2 separate regions of the Manis pentadactyla genome follow, and region 1 is linked to region 2. A link is a contact called in public Hi-C data. All regions are on one chromosome and are shown on one strand. Each heading gives the region's core, a stretch centred on a gene start, on an enhancer-like site or on the middle of the called end of the contact. The rest is flanking DNA. Distances are from core to core; before and after follow the strand shown.

Region 1 (3,436 bases), core at 398-2,897, 170 kb after region 2:
TGTAAGATACAAAGCAGAAGGGTTCATAAGCAGCCCCACTCAGAAAGAAGCAATTTATTTCCTTAATAGCATTTCCCCAGCTCTTACTGTGGGTCTCCTAGTGCCCTGGTTGGTGGTTGTGGCCTGGGAACCAAACCTGTACTCTGGGAGCACAGGCTACACTCCACATGGGAATGAGTTGGAGACCCGGGCCTCACCAGGGAACCTGGAAGCTCAAGGTTCAATCAGTAAAGAATTCCTTGTAAGGAAGTAGCTAAAAGGACATCATCTGTCACATGAAATAAGCTTCTACAGATATAGATGAATAGGGAGATGGAGATGATGGTAAAGGTGAAGTTAAGATAGATAAATAGATAGATAGATATCAGAGAATCTGCTTTTGGCTTGGAATTGGAAACAAGCCGAAATACTGATCCTCCATCCAGTGTCCATGGAACTGGGCTCTTTAACTCAGTTTAGAGACAATCATGATTATTTTCTAGGCTTCCTTCCCCAGGTGCTCTCATGCAACATTTATGCAACAAGCATTCATTAAGTGCCTCCTGTGTGCCTGACATTGTGCAAAGAAAGCCCTGAGGCCCTAGGAATCTGACCATTAGCAGAGGCCCATGTCTTCCAAAGAGGCACCCCCTGTGCTGAGGCATAATAGCGGGTATGAGGGGGATCACGTCATTGTAAGGAGACTGGCAGCCACTCGCTGTTGATAGCTCCTGTCCCACCTCTACCAAGATGGAGTGCGCTGCTCTCTATCATTTATGCAGGCAGTCACTCCTAATAATCCATAGCTGTCCCTCCCTCACCCTGTGACCTATGCTGGGTATTCTAAGTACACTGCAGTCACCATATCAACATGTAGGTAATACATTTGGTGACAAGACCGATTTCATCTCCATTGCTCTCTGTGCCCCTCCGTCTTCCTTTGCAAACACCTAACCCTTGCAGGAATAGTGCCTTCTTCACAGACAAAGGTTTCTGTGTTATAAAACCTCCTGCACCAACACACTGACAGCAAAGCTGCTACCACATGGTCCTGTGGGGGGTCCTTTCCTCCTGGGCCTATGCCTACCAGGTGTTTCTAGCAGAGGGCAGAGTGGCTCTGCCTCAGTTGGGTACTAAGTGTGGGAAGAGAAGTCTGAGCTTGGATTTTAAACATGTAAGAAAGAAGAAGAGGGACAGTACTTACCCAGAGCAGTTATCCCGCAATTAAAGGTAAGTCAGGCCAAGTGCCCAAAATACATGGCGAGCATCCAGTATACTTTCAGTAACCAAAATAATAATAATAAAAATAAAGAGAATCCACCCTCAAAATGATCTGCTCTGAATCCACAGTGTCATTAGCTTGTCTCATTCAGTGCAAAGGGAGATTGTGAAATGGAGGCCCAGCGGGTCCCTCCAAGCCACCCAGGGTGTCCCAGGTGTGGGCACATGCAGCTGCTGACCACCTTCCATTGGCTATTTCCATTCAACCCTCCAGTTGCCTGGCTTCTACTTACTTCGTCAGAAGCACCAGTGCCCAATCCAAGCACTGGCATGAAGTGCCCATCGTTAAGCTTCACAGAATGGCTGTGCTTGAGATCCATCACGGAGCTCAGGCCTGGCTGTGCTGACTGCCTTCCTTCCCTTCCCTCCCTTCCCTCCCTTCCCTGACTGAGAGGCAAGGAGGAGTCAAGGCTCCAGCTTTCTTTATTTATACCCAGTGCAACGCGAGGCAGGACTGGGATCAAGGCCACAGGGATTGGGAAATGAAACCGTATGCAGCCTACTGACTTCCTTGTAACTATTTCTAGTCTCTGCAGGCATATCTCACAAAATGGCAACAGAAATTTCATGCACAGCACAGGAGTTTGACTTCTCTCTTCAGCATTGCTTACCCTTAACTCTTACATTTAAAAAAAATTACCGTGCCAATTTGTCCCTGATAATGATATCCTATTTACTTTACATGATGCAAAATAATCATTAGGCTGGTCATTTCAAAAGGCTAATTGTACCTCAGGAATTTAGTTAAGTTCCTCACCCTTCATTCGGTCCAAAATGTCCACCAAAGAAGATGTTATTCAGAGTTCCTTGAACAGAGCTCCATGCCTGGTCCTGAGCACACATGTAACAAACTTCCTTAAGAAATTTCATTATCCTTTTCTCTGGATCAGACCTCATTCCACCTTTGGATTCTCTGTCTTGTTTCTTTGAATGTTTCTGTCAGCAAAACAGTTGTCTGAGCCCAGGACACCTTTGTGTAGTTTGGCCGCGTATCAGCTGCCGCCTCCTCCTGGAACAGCCTCCTTGATATCCCCTCGTTCCCATCAGCCTCATGAACGCCTAGTGACCCTAATGCCAGGCGCCCTGCCCACATCCTACACAAGGGCCTCTGCGACCTCGCCGGGTGGGCTGAATCACTCTGTCCCCTGCACCCACATTATTCTGGCTTCTATGAATGCAATCCAACAAGCCGTGTTAGTGAAGTTACACTCTCACTGCTAAGGAACTCTGCTGGATAAAGCCCTCTGAACAGTGTTTTGTTTACTGTCACTGTTATGCCATGCTTCCCTCTTCTCATATTTGTGAACTTGGTCCTTGAGCGCCAACCCCAGACTGCGGCATTGGATTTTATTTTATTATTTCCAACCTATCCCTCTGGCTGCTCAAGGTCAAAATTCTGCCAGATTCTGTTACTCCACGGATTTAGTATTTATCTCAACAAAGTGTCAGCACAAATTCGATGAATATACACTGTATATTTCATTGTTAAAAGTCCTATCAGGCTATCATGCTCTCTGCTTCTCTTTTAAGAGTTTTCATAAAACTGGGATTTAAACACTAACTTAAAACAATTTTAGATTGTTGTCATGCCTTTCAGAATATGATTTTCAAACTACATCTTCCTTTTGTAACAAGAATGATGATTATCCTTTGCTTCAGAGAACTCTCCCATTTTCTAAGATTTCTCAAAGTCTGCCAGTGGGATAGGATGCTCTCAGGGATTTCGGGGTCCATCAGAGAAGTAGGCATGGCAAGAGGGCCCAGTGATGCCTGTCTCCTGGGAGCCATGCCTTTGTGTAACTTCTTCTCCTTGAGTGTGGCTAGTACTTGGGACATGCTTCTAACCAACAGAATATTGTAAGAAACCTCTTCTATTTAATGCAGACACAGTTGAAAATTAATATACAGACACTGTCCCTGACAGTAAAGTGTAATGGGCCTTCAGTGGGAAAGAAAGCATCATGCCAGCCTAGGCAGATGCCCGTGTGGCTTCTCCTTTCCTCTTTCAGGAAGTGTCACGAGGTCCATATCATTTAAATCTTTCTCGGGAGTTGTATTAACAATTTTACTCTGGACAAGGTTCCTTTGGCATTTCATAGTTGTATATGGCGCCCTCTAGTGTCCAGAAGCTGTAGTCTCTGGAGCTGCTGAGCCCCTGAAGCAATGTTAGGGGTTG
Region 2 (3,352 bases), core at 143-2,642:
AGGCTCCTAAGTGGCCAGGAGCAGACCCCTCCTTATATGCTCACATGTACCTACCCCTGGCCTCCTCACCCTTGGGCTCTGCCTCAATAGGTTCCTAGTTATCCAGCTGAGTAAGGAGAAATGGGCACAGGCTTAAGGTATGAGCCAGGCATGCTAGGCTGCATGTAAGCCATAAACTGCTTTGGGTGGTTGCAGAACCAGGTAGAAATTCTGTCTGTGACTTTGTCTTGCTCTCTCCTGTGTTCTCTCTCTCTCTCTCTCTCTGGCTCCCACTGATAAAAGGAGAGAGCTGCAGTTAACTGACTGAAAAGAACTGAGACCATCAATCCAAACTGAATCCTGCCAGTGACTGGTGAATGAGCTCAGAAGGGCAACCTGCCCAGACAGAGCCTCAGCTGAGACCACAGCCGCAATGTCCTTGGAGACCTTGAGGCAGAGGGTCCAGCTGAGCCAAGCCTGGATCCTGGTAACAGAAACTGTGAGATAGTAAGTGCTCTTGTGAGTGTTAAGTTTGGGCAATGTGCCACACAGTGGCCCTCTCCTCCTCCTCCTTCTCCCCTCCATCCCTAATGCCAGCTTTCGCCAGCCTCACTGGCTCCTTCTCAGTTCTTCTCTGGTCAAATGCTCTTCTGCCTCCAAATATCTGCATCTTTGAGCTTTCCCTGTGTACATCCAGGGAGAGGAAATCCCGGGGCAAAATACCTCTAAAAACCAAAATCAGTCAAAGGGAGAAATAAAGTTTAAAATCCGTTTATTGCTTACAAGCTGCAGTCCAGGACCTTCTCTCTTTCCTGCTCCAGCAGACACCAAAAACCGGCCCTCCCTCTCACCTCTCAGGTACAGATAAGCCCTCCTAGCCCAGGTAATTACCTATTGATATGGAGATGAACTTCTCTCCACCCCTGAGGAAAGATGCAAATGCACTAAAGCCATACTTCTTTCCACCTCTGAACGCCTGTTGATATGCAGATGTACCAAAGCCAGGCGAGGTATTCTGGAAATGTTACAATTTTACCCACACCCTGGCACACTGCTCACAGATGTATGCAGGGTTGGCTGCTCTTGTCCTTCCAGTCACAGCACAAATGTCGCCCTGGAGGCCATGTAAACCCACCGGAGGGCTCCTGGCCCTCCTTCCAGCCCTGGCTTCGTGCCCTATGGCATTTGTTCTGCTATTTCACACAGAGCTTTTGTCCATCCATCCCCCCTTCAGGCTATGAGCTCCTGTAGGGCAGGGACCACGAGGGATCTTTCAGCACTGCCCCCAAGCCTAACACAGCTGCTGCTCAAGGTGAGTGCTCAGAGCACAACTGCTAAATGAATAATGAGGATCTGGAAACCACCCTCACCCCCACCTCTGAGCAGCTCACACTGGAGATGGATGCTAAAAATAAAAGGTGTCTGTTGGGTGGGAGGCAGTATAGAGCCCAGAATGAGATCTGGGTGCTCCTCCTGTTCCGGATGCCCCATTGAGCACAATGGGCACAGCCCCCCATGGCGGTCAGGGCCAGCTCTGCAGCTCTCCAACCAGAGCAATGATTCCACCCATCTCCACCAGAGGACTCCAAAGCTCCAGCAACCAGGGTCTGGTCCCTAGTCCTCAGAGCAGGTCAGTGCTCTGCCACGTTCTGCACTACCCAGACGCTCGGTACCTAGGCCTCTGTTCCCAGGGACCCCAAAGATAGAAGGCATTTACTGGATTTAGCGCAATGGGTCACTGATGGAGAGCCAAAGCCAACAGACTTTTCTTTGAGCCTGTGGGACCCTAGCGGTCCCCGCCACAAGCACATCAATGGAGAAGGTAAAGGATCTTCCCTCCCTGTCCTGGAGCCCCCTCCGCTTGGGGGTCGGGGCTTTTCCCTGCTCCCTGGCACTGCGAGTACTGTGCGCCCGGGCCGGTCGCTAGAAGCCCGGAAGCCTACGGGTGCCCGCTGGGCAGCAATCTCGGACGCTTGCGTACATCCACCTCCCACCGGTGACAATGCTTCTCCAGAGATGTGGGCGTGCCCATGAAGCGGCCAGCTAAGCGTTTCAGCCAATCGGGGCCGCGCGTTGCCGAACCCCAGCCAATAGAGGTGAACATGGCTGGCGCCACCAACCAATCGGGGCGTCCACCGCGGTAACGCCCCCGGGGAGGTGCGCGGCCGCAGCAGCAGATCCCTGAAGCATGGGGAAGATACCTGTTCTGGGCCTGGGCACCTGGAAGGTGAGGCGGCCTCGAGGGGGGGGAGGGGCGTTACCTTGCCTTTCCGCGGCGCGCGGAGTGAAGGGGACACCCTCCGGGACACCCGCATGGACAGGTGCCGCAGCTTCGTCAGCGCAGCTGATCACTGCACCTCCCTCGGGACCTCCTCTTGCGTTTGAAAAATGGAAGTTTTAGATATATATCAGATTTTCTGAAAATGCGGGTGGTCCCAATGGTATTTTGTGTAGAGGACAAATCTTATCATTATTAAGGATAGTGTTTGGGAAAACCCGGAAGGCTCGGGCTTGGGTGGACGCAGAAGGACGGGCAGGCTCCTAGCTGCATCAGAACAGCAGCCATCCTGGAAGGTTGGGGAGTGTTATCTGTATCAGTAAGATGAAGAAATGCCGACATTGCCAACTTGGCAGCTCCCGCTTCCCTCTGTAAAGGACTGGGCCTGGAAGCACTTCGGGACTTTCTCTACTTTGGACTATTTCATTCGTCAGTGATTTGAGCTAGTACTAAACAGTCTTTCAAATATCCTTTTTTTTCTTTTTTGAGATTTAGTCTTTGAATAAAAAGATGTTCACTTAAAAAATGGCACACGAAGTTACTGGATGAGTAGGAATCCGAATGATCAATCCCTGCTCCTCCAAGTATAGTTTTAATTATTTCTTCTGTGCACTTATCAACTCTTACAGGTCTCAGAAGCAGTTATTGATTGTGGTTCTTGGCATCTAGCCAAGGACGTGCATTTGGCAGCCATTCAGTAAGCATTTGATTCATCTGACTGTTTAGACTTTGACTGCCTTTGGTTCTGTCCTTCTGCAATGTGTCTTTTGCACACAGCACAGTACAGGAGCCCACAGTTCTTGCACACAGGGTAAGGGAAAGATGTGAAAACTGCTTCAAAGGTCAAAACCATTATTCCTGTTTGCTGTTGGATTTCAAGTGCGTAGAACTGGGTTAATTGTAATACCCTTCCTGACTCCACGTAAATCCTTGTTTTTATTTAGTTTTTTTTTAGTAGTGTGACATCAGAAATCTACCATCAGTATCTATTGCACCAGGAATGCTACATCAACCACCACCACCAAAAACTCAGTGGCTTACAATAGCACGTGGTTTATTGCTGCTGCATGTAGGGTAGTCAGCCAGGCAGCTCTA

The links. A called contact is a pair of places that touch in the nucleus more often than the background predicts.
Region 1: a Hi-C map of skin fibroblasts shows a contact between it and region 2, with 6 times the contacts expected there. The contact joins the promoter of LOC118913914 here to the promoter of AKR1E2 in region 2. A contact is called at or near these places in 3 of 3 Hi-C or Micro-C datasets (blood, fibroblasts and skin fibroblasts).

What each region holds. Positions count from the first base shown.
Region 1 is chr3:92,933,783-92,937,218 of mManPen7.hap1, forward strand. LOC118913914 (aldo-keto reductase family 1 member C15-like) reads right to left here and starts at 1,648. Exons shown (of 10, transcript XM_036888252.2): 1 at 1,494-1,648. The coding sequence starts at 1,580.
Region 2 is chr3:92,768,082-92,771,433 of mManPen7.hap1, forward strand. It overlaps AKR1E2 (aldo-keto reductase family 1 member E2), which reads left to right and starts at 1,393. Exons shown (of 9, transcript XM_057498122.1): 1 at 1,393-2,206. The coding sequence starts at 2,168.